Linked DNA regions of Mus musculus: region 2 is linked to region 1. The links are chromatin contacts, called in public HiCAR-type maps. All regions are on one chromosome and are shown on one strand. The core of a region is the stretch at or near the end of the contact, and the rest is flanking DNA. Distances in the headings are between cores, read along the strand shown.

Evidence for each region. HiCAR-type assays count read pairs that join an accessible place to other places.
Region 2: a HiCAR-type map of embryonic stem cells shows a contact between it and region 1, with 4 times the contacts expected there. The contact joins two enhancer-like sites. A contact is called at or near these places in 1 of 484 Hi-C or Micro-C datasets (embryonic stem cells) and 2 of 115 datasets of contacts at active chromatin or transcription factors (both in embryonic stem cells).

The regions. Positions count from the first base shown.
Region 1 is chr5:18,079,116-18,086,324 of GRCm38.p6, reverse strand. No RefSeq gene overlaps it. Among named protein-coding and RNA genes, the nearest start is that of Gnat3, 120 kb to the right of the region's middle. Within about 2 kb of position 3,819, at least 13 of the 459 cell types and tissues checked have an H3K27ac peak or open chromatin away from gene starts, as enhancers often do. A contact at or near this core is called in embryonic stem cells, where this site is marked.
Region 2 is chr5:18,685,106-18,692,314 of GRCm38.p6, reverse strand. No RefSeq gene overlaps it. Among named protein-coding and RNA genes, the nearest start is that of Gm23822, 180 kb to the left of the region's middle. Within about 2 kb of position 3,619, at least 10 of the 459 cell types and tissues checked have an H3K27ac peak or open chromatin away from gene starts, as enhancers often do. A contact at or near this core is called in embryonic stem cells, where this site is marked.

The DNA of each region.
Region 1 (7,209 bases), core at 2,570-5,069:
ACAAGAAAAAAAATCCTCCTCAAAGTCTCCACTTATAAGGGAGCTTGAAGTACAGGGAGCAGCGAAATAGCTTTAAGGTCAACCTTCTCCAGATCGCTTCTGTCTTTGACAAAATAACTCTAGGGATGGTCAACACGAGACCTTATCCAGATAGCTTCTGATTTTGATAAATGCCCCTTCTAGTCTGTGATGTTATCTCACCTTCAGGAGAGGGACCCAAGGTTTCTCTTATACTGAAAGCACTAAGAGTCTGATATTAGTTATTAAAAACATCCCCATAAAAATACAAAGAAGGAAGATATTCCGTGTCTCCCTTGGCCTTTCTAAAGCATTTTCTTACACTGTTTGCATGATTCCCCCTTTAAAAAAAAAAAGACAAGGACTTATTAAAATATGACTAAATGTTCACTGAAGTTATAAATACACAGGTTTGTTTTCTTTTAATGTATTCTAGGCTTTCCTTGAGTTTGAATTTCAATTTTTTTGTACTGCATGCAGCTATCACTGTGGTAACCTTACAAATAAAAAAACATGGCTAGCATATGCACTGAATGTAAAAAGTTTCTGTGGATAGCCTTGATACATTGGTGATAGAAAAGGAATGCTTCCATTCTCAGCTGAGAAACCAGGGTGAGCATTTTTTCTTCTAAAATTATTCCGCACCAAATATATTTTGTTCACAACCATAAAGATGATGTTGAGGATGGTGACAGGTTGTGATCACAATTTCCTCTGCGCCAAGAAGGAATTTTTAAAAATATCATTCTTGCAAGATTGCCAATCATCATTTTATGTTCTTTCCTGAATATATTTTTGAGAACTAGGTCCATGAAATACATCAGAATAAAAGAAAACAATTATATCTCCAACATTTTCTTTGTAGCAAAGCCTTGCCTGAACATGAAATAAGAAGGACAGAGGAAATTATCATTATAATCTTTCATCAAATACTCAGAGAATGTCTGTGGGTTCCTTGACAAAGCTAAACTGGGGATTGTGTAAAGTGTCATATATACTAACATGACCTTTGTAAAAACAACAGTGATATTAAGTTATTGGAAACTTGGAGACAGGTGGAAATTTTCTATAAGAACATTGCCTTTAAAGAGGTCATCTAATAAGAGACAATGAAAGACATAGTTTACTATAAAACAAAACAGTATGGCAGTTACATAAGGAAGTAAGGTGCATCACAAAGAATAGCAAATTCTTTTGGATAATTAAGAATGAAGAAAGCTGCTCAGAATACTGAGAATAACAGACATATTACTCACCAATAGATACATAGCTGAGAGATGATAGTGATGTATATCTGATATAGACTAATATTTAGATAATAGATTCCAACAGTGTGATTAATATGACATATGTCTAGTGTCTCACTTATGTTCTTTAAAGTTTTAAAAATTAGTTTTTTTTTAAATACTGATTTTTGTTTTTCATGGGTTTATGTATTGTTTATCTGAGGTTTTTTTGTTATGGTTTGATTTGGTTTGGTTTTGCCTGAATGTATGACTGTGTACAACTTGCATACTTTTAGGGCAAAAGAGAATATTAAATTCTCTGGAACTGGATTTTAAAATGATTGTGAGCCATGTGTGTGCTGGGAATAAAATCCAAGTCCTCTAGAAGATCAGCCAGGGATTTTAATCATTGAGCCATTTCTCTAGCCTGCCACTCTATCTTTATAATCTGCCCATGGAAAAACAGTTACAAAAAGAAATTATTGGAGAATTCAATATCTAAATATTTTACTTACCTGGATTAAACTCAATACTTTAAAATATGATCAAATAGTAGATGCATGATATAAGAAGAATATGTCTTACATATACCTTCTTCAAGACATGTTGCTGTTATAAAATTAATCGAGGTTTTCATTTTATCAGAGCAAGTGTCTTTGTGTCTGAAAAATGGTGTGGTATTTGAGCTTAAACTTTATTTAGGTAAGTGTGAACCACACAGTATTTGAAGACCTTATATATGTTAACCTAGTTGTGCTCTTCCTCCAGCCTTGAATAAGGTAAAAAAAAAAAAAAATCTGATGGTTTTACAACCTAGGTGGAGTCCTTGCATGGCCTTGCCACATTTACATTTTCTATGGTGAGTTGAGGAGCAGACCACCATCTGAGCTTGTTTTGCAACAGAATTCAGCTGAAACAAAGAAACAGAACCCAGACAAAACAAAGGATGGGTCTTTGGGTTTTCACCCTATATATACATGTAGGCAGAGCTGAAAATTAAACTTTGAACCTTGACCAGAGAACCTTTGTCTTGGCTTCATTCTGCTCTCACCTGCCCATCCTACTTCATTCCCAGCCTCCCTTTCAGTTATACCCAGTTCTCCATGGCAGCTGGATGGCTACAGGTGGCTCCTGAATGATGGGCTGGAACACAGGGGTGGAGGTGGGGGATCAACTGAGGAATGCTGATTTTGGTGGGGCTCTACTGAAAACCGAAGAGGTAATGGTATCCTGCAGGGTGGTAAGAGATGCATTCAATGGGATACAGGGCTAGGTTGAAGAGTTATTGACCCAACATTGAGTTCACCTAGGGGTATGACAGTGAGTTGGAATGGGGGAATTCTATGTAGGCATTTGTCTGCAGTCAAGAGCTGCATCAGGTGAGGGGAGCAGGTTTTAAAATAAAATAAAATAAAATGAAATAAAGTAAAATAATATAAAATAAAATAAAAATACCAGAAAGCAACAACAACAAAGAGATGTTAGCTAAATTCTTTTTTTTTTCTTTTTTTTTTTTTTTTTTTTTTTTTGTACACTGAGAGTTTATTGGCAGTATTGTTGGGAGGGACTTGCCTGAGAAAATGAAAGTAGGTCTTGACAAGCTGAAATAGATTCTGCAAGTCCTTAGTGCTAGAGCCAACAGCCCTTCTCTTGCAGAATGTGGAAGATGAGATGGCCCTTCAAAGTTCTGCTCAGTTGAGGCAAGAAGTTCTCTTTGAACAAAGGCATATCTGAGGTTGGTATTTATCTGTGACTTGTTACCAGCCATTGTGGCAGTCAGAGCATGAATTCTACAGCTGTGAATGGGAGATTGGTGGACTTCAGCATCCACAGCAGACAGGGCAGCTTCATCTCCCAGAAACAAGAAGCACTGGTCTTCGCAATGGTGAAAGACATATGGATATCTCTGTGTCTCTGTACAGTGAGCGGCGTAGGGTGAAGTGGAGGATAGTTAGGTAAATTCTTAGCTCAAGTATATTTATACTGTGCACGGTTTCCAGAAGTAGGAACGGTAAATATACAAATATGAGAAAAAGACAGAAAGAATAGGTTTCAGAAAATCAGTTGTCCCCTGTCTAGGACACATTAGCAAAAGAGAAGGTGTAAGAATCCAGAGAGCCTTAGCTTACTGGGGACCCCCTGAGTGAACCATTTGGATCCTGGATCGAAGCAAAACGCAAGAGGAATTTACTGTTCCAGTGCCCTGGGGTCACCCCAGACCCAAAGGAGAGGCAGCACCTGTTGGGGCCAGCCTGTGGCTCTCATGTCTGGGTTTGAGCCTGAGATGCATCTTAGAACTGAAAGAAAAGAGGGAATCTAGGCGGGTAAAGAGAGTAATGGAGTCAAGACAGTATTCTGATCAAGACTCAACTTTAATGTCGGCAAACACGCTTTATAAAGAAGAGGGGAGGCCCATTCCCAGTCACGCAAAGTTCCTTTGAAGTTGTCAGATCAGCCTTTTAGTAGGAACCCGCAAAAATCACAGTTCGTAGCTAACTCCAGATCTCGGAGAACCGGTTCAGCCTCAGGCAGGTAGCAGGTAGTAGCACATCAAAGGAGAGTGTTGAGAAGCAGCACAGCAGGTGGCTCCGCCTAAGTGGTGGATGGTCTCAGCCAGCCTTGCTAGGCTGGATGGAGGTAACAAGCACCCATTGGGCAAGCTTTTATGTGGTTTCCAGGGGCAGAATAGAGTATCAGCAACTAGGCACAATACGATTGGTGCCACAGTGCACCCTTTAAACTGGTTGGTCTTCAGAGAATGTCTTCCCTTGTCTGAAGGTGGACAACAGTCTGTTCTGTGGAATGTGTCCCCATCCGCAGGTTGGTTCCCGCCCTGCGATCTGAGGAATGTAAATTATCCTCTCCCTTCTGGAAGGGCAAGGGTTCCATGACCTTCCCAAAGTTCCTGAGCTGACCTTTTCAAAGGAAAGTGTATTTCAGAGCTCCCCTAGAGACAGAAGGAAATCAGGTCCATTCTGCTACTTCTCAGGCTCCTACTGGACTTAGTTCTGATTACATCAAGTTCTCTTCCCTCTTTGTCTATTGTCTGAACTTGGTGCACCAATCTGCCCATGTGTGTCATTTTTTTGTTTCATTGTCTGAATAGCTGTTGTTCTATGTTTCGTGTTCAAAAGATAAAATGGTTAAAACTTTATCTGCTGGCTATCAAGCTCTGATTTAGTTTAGAAGGCAGTCTCAGTTTGCACAGCAGAAACCAGTAAGTTACCTTGCACTGTAGCTGGGAGTCAAGCACAGCTGGAGAAAAGCTGCTCTTAAAGGAGCCAGCAGCTTCTCAAGTTCTATGGTAAGTAAGCTGATGGCTGTTTTCTTCTAGAAAATTCTCTACAATTGTGATTATTGGGTTCAGGAAATGTCAAGATGATTGATCTCTTGAAATTTCACCTAGAAAAAGCAGGAAAAATTTGTTTAGTCTAAAGATATAAGATTTGTGTAGCCACTTCATTTTTGTTTCTGACTGGTTTTAAAAGTATAAATTTGTTCTGCATGTCTTGGCTCATAAGTTTTTGGGTATGATTAAAAATTGGTAACATTGGTAACAAGAAAGTTACCATAAAACTGGTAACTCAGGGTTGGAGTCATTTTAAACAACACATGGCATGAGCCAACCCAGGAAAACAGGTCTCTAAAGATACTTCTAAATTGGGATAATATTTTATGTAATTCTTATCCTAGAAACCAGACTAGAATTTAAGGCAATGTCTCTTTAATGTGGTATTAAAAGTTACATTGTCATGCAGTCATATATAAGAACTGGCAGCCAAACTTTGAAACATGAAAATAATGCTCTCAGTATTGGTTTTAAAGAGAATGTGTTGCTTAAAATTGGGTTTTGCTTTCCAAAATTATGGTTATGCTGTAATATTGCAAAAGAAACTTAAAAATTATGGTTAAACTACCAGTGTTCCATTGGCTGCAGTTTGCAGTTTGATCACAGGCTCAGGATTTTTAACTCACCCATATTTGTAATTAAGAAAAAAAAAATCAAGCAGGTGGAGGCTGCTGCTGTGGAGATTAAAGTAAACATTTACCTATGAGTTAATGCAAAGCTCAGAGCAGCCTCAGCAGAGACTTGTGTGGCATTTCTTTTGTCTTGCAAACCCTGCCTAAGGAAGTGTTTTGGGCCCTAGCCTCTGGGTATCTGTGAATTGTTTTTAAGCTGAAACAGCATTATTACAAATCTATCCAGGTGTTGTTCAAAACAAAGTTCACACTTAAGATTTATGAAATGTTAATTAGGCTATGGAACTTGCAATTTGGCCTGCCTATTCCAACTGTCATTCCAGGAAATGCATATAGAAGTATTATGGATTAGGAAGAATTTTTTTTTTTCTGCTCCTTTGTATCTTGATGATTGAAAAGCGTTTGCTTTTAGTCAGTTTTTAATTTTAGGGAGCCCATGAAGTGATATCATTGGAAAGTTTTGTCTCAAGGAATGGCTAATAGCCTTATATTATATAAGAATTTCTTTTGTCTATGCTTCAATACAAGAACTTTGAGTCCTTCAGTGTATATAATTCATTACATGGATATTTTATTAGTTAATCCCTTCGAAGGGGAATTTTACTACAAGCCTTTGCTCTTACACAACGAGTTTCAAATTTTGGAATAGTTGTTTCTCCAGACAAGATTCAAAGGCAATATCTTTTTCAATATTTGGGGCCTCAGTTATATCCTAGACAAATTGTGACACAGAAAATTCAGGAAAGAAAAGATGATTTGCTTACTTCAAATTATTTTTCAAAAGCTTTTAAGAGATGTTAATTGGCTAAGACCTCAACTTCAGCTCACCACCGGAAGACTTAAGCCTCTGTTTGATGTTCTGATGGGGGGTGCAAATTAAATGGTGAAAAGAAATAGCTTTGTAGAAAGTAGAGGAAGCTGCTGAAGTCAATTGTTGGCTGTTTGGGTTAGTTATTGTTACTCAATGTGCCCACAGCAATTCTTTGGCAAATGGGACCATTAATGTAGATTCATCTTTCTTTGTCTCCATGTAAAGTTTGAACATCCTATTATAAAGCTGTTGCTGTGTTAATACAGAATTGTAGGATAGAATCATGAAAGCATTTTGGAAATAATGTCTTAAAAACCGCATTAATTCCTTGTTTTAAACATCAATTAAATTGGCTATTGCAGAATACTGATAATTGGCCTATTGCACAGCAAACATTTTAGGCAAAATTGATAATCATTATCCAAAAGACAAGTTGTTAAAATTTTCTTCTATGCATGCTTTTGTATTTCCTGTAAACTTACACCTGCAGCCAATAAAGAATGCATTACTGTATTTATAAACAGCTCATCTAAGGGGAGAGAAGCATAATTGGATTACATGTTTATTCTCTTGAGTTTCCCTCCACTTCAGCACAAATAATTGAGTTATATGCTGTAGCCATTGTTTCTGAAATGTTGAATTATCAAGTTTTTAATTTGAATACTGATAGCCAATAAATAGTTTATGGTTTACAATTGCTTGAAATTGTTCCTTTTTTAGATACTGCTAATTCTCAGATTTTGCAATTATTTATGCAAATACGACTCAAGTCAAGAGAAAAGTACTGTTCCTTTAAAGGACTGTCTTTGGACATTTAAGAGCTCATACTGGATTGTCTGGACAGACCTTTTAGGGCGATGCCACAGCAGATTTGTATACCAGGCAGATTATAGGCATTACACAGGAACAATTGGCCATACAATCTCATTCTTTACATCATCAAAATAGTAATAGATTGAGACGATAATTTGGTATTTCTAGAGAATGTGCAAGTCAAATTGTAAAGACTTGCCCTTAATGTCCTCAATTTCTATCTGTACCACATAATGGTGTTAATCCTTGAGGACTTATACCTAATCAATTATTGCAAATGGATGATACTCATATTCCTAGTTTTAGAAAAGCACAATGTGCATATGTGACTATTGACAACTTTTCAGGCTTTCTAGTTGC
Region 2 (7,209 bases), core at 2,370-4,869, 610 kb before region 1:
ACCACATATTCTGTATCCATTCCTCTGTTGAAGGACATCTGGGTTGTTTGTTGCTCCCAACTATCATAAATAAGGCTGCTATGAACATCGTGGAGCATGTGTCTTTGTTACATGTTGGAGCATCTTTTGAGTATTTGCCCAAGATTGGTATAGTGGGGTCCTCAGTTAGAACTATTTCCAGTTTTCTTTGGAACCACCAGACTGATTTCCAGAGTGGTTGTACCAGCTTAAAATCACACCAGCTATGGAGGAGTGTTCCCCTTTCTCCACATCCTCACCAGCATCTATTGTCACCTGAATTTTTTATCTTAGACATTCTGACAGGTGTGTTTAAAGTTGTCTGGGTTGCAGGACTAGTTCATGCAACAAATTCTTTTCTTTTAAACCTGAGTTAGACTTCTAGAATCCACATAAAAATGCTGAGGACATGGTGGTACAGGTGGTACAGATGGTACAGGTAATCCCAGGTAGATTCCAGGGGCTCATTTGCAAATTGGCTTTTGTATTTGGAAAGTTCTAAAATTCTAGGTCAGTGACACACCCTGTCTCCTAAAATAAAGATGCATGATTCCTGAGGACAGACCACGGTTGTCTTCCACCCTCCAATTGCATAGGGACACACACACACACACACACACACACACACACACCTGACTTTGTTAGGTTAAATCCCAGCATTGATTCACTTATGAAGTTTTACCCTTTCAACAGATTTAAAATGAAAAGGAGTCAGGTTTAAATTTACAAATGGATCTTTTCATCAGTATTAGTCTGTTCTTGTGATGCAGTATAAATATATTGTATGAAGTAATATGTTGATCTTCTAAACAAACAAAATATAGTATGTCCATTTCTGCTATTGCTTTGGGTTTTTTGTTTATTTTTCAAGATTAAAGTCAGGTCTATCTTCCAGTTCTGAGACAATAATTTTAAAAAGAAAATAAAAAAGAAAAAGTATAACAACATTTCTAAAATATAGATTTCCAATATTATGGCTATGCAAACTTAAGAAAAAGACAGAGAATAAATAAACCAAACAGAAAATGTATATGTGTCAATTAAAGATTATTTCAATTTTTATCTAGTAATTAATTATAAAAGAATAGGTATATACTTAACACTAGAGGAATTCTTCTTCCCTAGATGTCATGTACTCCTGAACATTATATTTGTCTTTGGTACTCCACAAGGAGATTACATGATAACATGCAGTGATAATATCTTTACTTTTATTTCAACTTGAAAGATGTTTTCTCAGCTTTAAAATAAAATAAAATAAGTAGCCAAAAAGATGGTCACACATATAAACCAATACGCTATACACTAAAATTACCTGTGTCCATGAAAAGAGTGGCAGATGGCCTGCTTCCAAATCGTCCTCACAGTGAAAAACAATCTATTTTATGAGGATCCCTAATACATGTCCTTTAAACTGCTAATAAGCTAGGCTTTCCAATGTTTACCTCACTTAAAACAACAGAGCCTTCCTTACAAAATAAAGGTGTACCCTTTTGCACAAAATCCTGATCTGAAATGAAAACATGATGAATACATTACACTTAATTAAAATATAATAAAGATCTGGAATCAAAAGTTATTCACCTGTAGCAGTCACCTCCAGGACTCTAGCCTTTCTCCTCCGTGGTCCCTTATCGATGCTGCAGCACCTCTACCCCATCTGTTAGAATCCACTGAGCACTGTTGACTATGTGGACTTAAGAAGAAGAATGGAAAATTAAGGGCTCCATTGAGTTAATTTTCTGCTCATTATGCAAAGCAATTTGTAGAGCTATCAAAGTCCAAATATGTTTTAAGCTGTGTGTGCATAACTTATTCTGCAGTTTCCTACAGGAGAACTTGTCCTTTTCAGAGTGGATAATGCCTGGGAAAACTAAGTGTTTCAAAAGGAAAGACTGGACAGGTAAACAACTAAATAAGGAAAACGTTTTGTAACTACTTAATAAGAAAACTGTAAACCACTTAAGAAGGAAATTCTAATTGAAGTCACTTTGTGTACAATCAGTGTCTGAGATGTGAACAAGCTTCTTGGAGACTGAAAGAAATCTCAGGTACCGATCGGCAGAAAAATAAGTTGCTTTAACATTTGCCTGAACTGATTATCTGAAGGCTTCTATCAGAGATATTTTTTCAGTCTATATAACTAGTTTGACACTTACAGGTAGATAGAAGATAATGTTTTCTTAACATGAAAGAAATAAGCCACATTACTAGAAGTGGAGAGAGTAAACAGCCACAGTGCACTGTGATCAAAATTCACGATAAAGGAAAGATCCTCTGTGCTCTGTCCAGGCCAAAGTTCTTTCCTTGCCTTCAGTTCTATATGACTCTTATTAAAGAAAAAGATGTGGGCCTGCAAACTGAACAACTGCCATATTCTAGATTATTTTAATCTACCTTAATGTCATTGGGTTTCAATTACCTTCAGAAAGAATAGTCTTTCTGTGGATTTCCCAACAATTAGTTTATACACTTTGAACTATCCTAGGTGGCAAACAAAGAAAGGCATGATATTTATCTTAATAAAATACATAAACACATATATACAAATATCACTTTACACTTTAAAGTTTGGATGAAAGTGAGAACACTAGACATATTTTTATTAACCTAGCTAATCATACTTTCTTTAACTAGTCATACTCATTTCAAGACCCTTTGTGTTGTTTCTTCGGGAAGACAATTTTCTAAGGGATACCAATGCCCTGTAAATGGACTCACTAATGACCTGTGCTTGAGATTGTCTTTCAAAAGTTATTGGTATAAATGAGAGTATCTGGAGAAAGATAGCCTCTCAGTTCAGAGCCAGTGCCAGCCTTATTTATTGTCCAGGATAAAAAAGTTGTAAGTACTTCCAAGGCCAAGATCAAGTCAGTTTACTGCTTCCATGCAGGCAGGATACACTCTGAAGCATATCCCTGTTCCTCCTCCCTCTTAGCATTGCTATTTTTGACAGATAATCTGTCCATTTTAGTCTTAATATTCAGTTGTTTTCAATTTGTGTCTTTTTATTTTTGGTTTTATTTTTTGAGACTGAATTTTATGAAGCCCAGCATTGTTTCAAATTTGGAGAACAAATGCTTCCTAGAGGTAAACACCAGAGTTTTTAGTCACTTGGTGGGGTTAGAGCCAATTCATAAGCCTCAGCTAGGGGAGGGATTTGATTCTCCCTCAAGGCTGAGGTTTTTGTCTGGTTTGAACATGCTACCACAATCACTGTGAATTCATAGGTACACCTTCTATGCTGTGTCTGGAAAGCAAAACTTGATGTTACTAGCTATGTCTGGCTTTTACAATGTCCCCACTACACTCTTACGTGAAAATCCTTGTGTTGGAAGCCAACCCACAGCTCCCATGATCTGGGTTTCACCTGGGAGGCAAGCTGGGGCTGAAAAGAGGGGAACTAGGTGGTTGAGAGAAAAATGGAGCTAAGTCAAGATTCCTGATCAAAGCTCAAATGCTTAATGGCAAGTGTGCTCATAAAGGGGGCGAGGGGAGGCCCATTCCTGCCAATTCATTCTTGGAGCCTGGAACCAGCTAGCTGCAGGTGACTGAGGTGCAGATAGGGTGTAGTCTCCGAATAGCTCAATGGCCTCCCAGCAGGTAGCAGTGTCTTGAAAGGGAACAGCTGCACTGGCTGAACAATAGAGTGATCTAAGGAGGAAGGCTCCACCCTAGGTAATCTCCAGAGTGGCAGCAAGGTCAAGTTCTAGCTCAGCCTGCTTCAGGCTGGGGGAGGTTACATCCCTGGGCCTTGGAGTATGTTTCTATGTCCCTTTTAGGACTGAGAAGACTCAACTGGGAAGGAAGAAAAAAAATCTTAACATAATTAGAAATCTCAACACTGAGTGGAAAGAGAAGTGGAGAAGGTAAAAAAAATAATAGTGGGATTAGTGATGTTTTTAATACAATGAATGAATTCCCAAAGAATTAATAAAAGCACTGAAACATAATGGTGCCTAGTTATAGCAATGAAACAATATGGGGGTGCCAATGTGGATTTTTGCCTTCGAAGCTGGCCTGTCAGAAAAGAAGAGTCACAGGCACACCAAGTATCTTAGCTTTATTTACCATATATGAAAAGTCATAGTTTTTTTTTTTTTTCCAACCAGGGCTATCTACCTTGTAAATGAAGTTTCTTTTCATTCTTGCTATTTTACTTTATAGTCCTTTTTCTTCTCCATGATCTTCTGCTGTCCTATTGCTTCTTTCCCTCCAGAGAACTGTGTCTTTCTTTAATTGCTCTTGTCTTTATCGTTCATTAAGTTACACAGAAGTAGCTTTAAGCACACAATTTTTCCCTGGGAGTTTATCAATCATTTATAACTGTGTTCTGTGGACTCATTCAATATAGGTTACTTTTCAGAACCACAGAAAATGAAAATACCTTTCTTTATACAACTCTCTATATTCCATGTTTCTGAAGCCTAGAAAAATATTTATGCATTTTAACTATAAAAATTATAATAGTGTTGAAGAATTTTAAATTATCAAGAAAATAACATATTTATAAAATAGTTGCTTCTAAGTCTGCTACCTAAGAGGAATTATAGATTTTAAAATAAGCGTGGGGAAACAGTGTCCAAAAACACCCAGAGGAAGCTCCACGCACAAGTGTTCTGACTCACCCAGGATCATAGGATTGAGGCGAGGAGGACACAACATCTGTTCCAACACCACAGGAAGTAAATGGAACCAGTAGGATTCCAGGACAGAGGAACCCCACCTGACCAGTGGCTCAAGTTCCTTCCAGTCTTCAAAGGTTTACCTTGGGAGCAAACTCCTAGCCATTCCCAAGACACCAAGAGGAATCTCCACTCCCAGGAGCTTGCCCAGGATCCCAGAATCACAGCATCCCAGGAGCTTGGTCACACCAGGATCTCAGGGTCCCAGAGGCAGCTTAACTCCCAGGAACTCTGACACACCCAGGATCTCAGGATCACAGGATCCTGGAATCACAGGAACACAGAGACAGCTGGACTATAAGGAGTTCTGACACAACCAGGATCACAGGAAGGACGAGCTCCAGTCAGATATAGCCAGGGCAGGTAGCACTAGAGATAATCAGATGGCAGGAGACAAGCATAAGAACATAAGCACCAGAAACCAAGGTTACTTGATATCATCAGAACCCAATACTCCTAGCATAGCAAGTCTTGGATACACCATCACACTAGAAAAGCAAGATTCAGTTCTAAAATCACTTCTCATAATGATGATAGAAGGAAGACTTTAAGAAGGACATAAATAACTCCCTTAAAAAAATACAGAACACAGGTAAACAGGTAGAAGCACTTAAAGAGGAAACACAAAAATTCCTTAAAGAATTACAGGGAAAAATAATAAAAAAGGCAAGGGAAATAACCAAACCATTGAAGATCTAAAAATGGAAATAGACACAATAAAGAAATCACAAAGGGAGAAAACCCTGGAGTTACAAGACCTAGAAAAGAGACCAGGAGTCATAGATGCAAGCATCACCAACAGTTTACAAGAGAGAGAAGAGAGAATCTCAGGTGCAGAAAATAAAGAACTCAAGAAGGTGGACTCCAGAAAATCAAATAACCCCATTAAAAATGGGGCTCAGAGCTAAACAAAGAATTATCACCTGAGGAATACCGAATGGCAGAGAAGCACCTGAAAAAATGTTCAACATCCTTAATCATCAGGAAAATGCAAATCAGAACAACCCTGAGATTCCATCTCACACCAGTCAGAATGGCTAAGATCAAACATTCAGGTGACAGCAGATGCTGGCAAGGATGTGGAGAAAGAGGAACACTCCTCCATTGTTGGTGGGATTGCAAGCTTGTACAACCACTCTGGAAATCAGTCTGGCGTTTCCTCAGAAAACTGGACATAGTACTACTGGAGGATCCTGCAATACCTCTCCTGGGCATATAGCCAGAAGATGTCCCAACCGGTAAGAAGGACACATGCTCCACTATGTTCATAGCAGCCTTATTTATAAGAGCCAGAAGCTGGAAAGAAACCAGATGCCCCTCAACAGAGGAATGGATATAGAAAATGTGGTACATTTACACAATGGAGTACTACTCAGCTATTAAAAAGAATGAATTTATGAAATTCCTAGGCAAATGGATGGACTTGGAGGGCATCATCCTGAGTGAGGTAACCCAATCACAAAGGAACTCACACAATATGTACAATATTAGCCCAGAAACTTAGGATACCCAAGATATAAGATACAATTTGCTAAATGCATGAAACTCAAGAAGAATGAAGACCAAAGTGTGGACACTTTGCCCCTTCTTAGAATTGGGAACAAAATACCCATGGAAGGAGTTACAGAGACAAAGTTTGGAGTTGTGACGAAACGATGGACCATCTAGAGACTGCCATGTCCAGGGATCCATCCCATAATCAGCTTCCAAACGCTGACACCATTGCACACACTAGCAAGATTTTGCTGAAAGAACCCTGATATAGCTGTCTCTTGTGAGACTATGCCAGGGCCTAGCAAACACAGAAGTGGATGCTCACAGTCAGCTATTGGATGGATCACAGGGCCCCCAATGGAGGAGCTAGAGAAAGTACCCAAGGAGCTAAAGGGATCTGCAACCCTATAGGTGGAACAACAATATGAACTACCCAGTACCCCAGAGCTCTTGACTCTAGCTGCATATGTATCAAAAGATGGCCTAGTCGGCCATCACTGGAAAGAGAGGCCCATTGGACTTGCAAACTTTATATGCCCAGTACAGGGGAATGCCAGGGCCAAAAAGTGGGAGTGGGTGGGTAGGGGAGTGGGGGGGGAGGGTATGGGGGACTTTTGGGATAGCATTGGGAATGTAAATGAGGAAAATACCTAATAAGAATATTAAAAAAAAAAGAAAGAAAAGAAAAGAAAACAGTGACACAACAGTCAAAAAAAAAAAAATGCAAAGAGCTCCTAACTCAAAACATCTAGGAAATCCAGGACACAATGAGAAGACCAAACCTAAGGATAACAGGTATAGAAGAGAGTGAAGACTAGGGCCAGTAAATACCTTCAACAAAATTATAGAAGAAAACTTCCTTAACTTAAAGAGATGCCCATGAACATACAAGAAACCTACAGAAATTTGAATAGTCTGGACCATAAAGGAAATTCCTCTTGTCACATAATAATCAAAACACCAAATGCACTAAACAAAGAAAGAGTATTAGCTGGGCGCATGCCTTTAATTC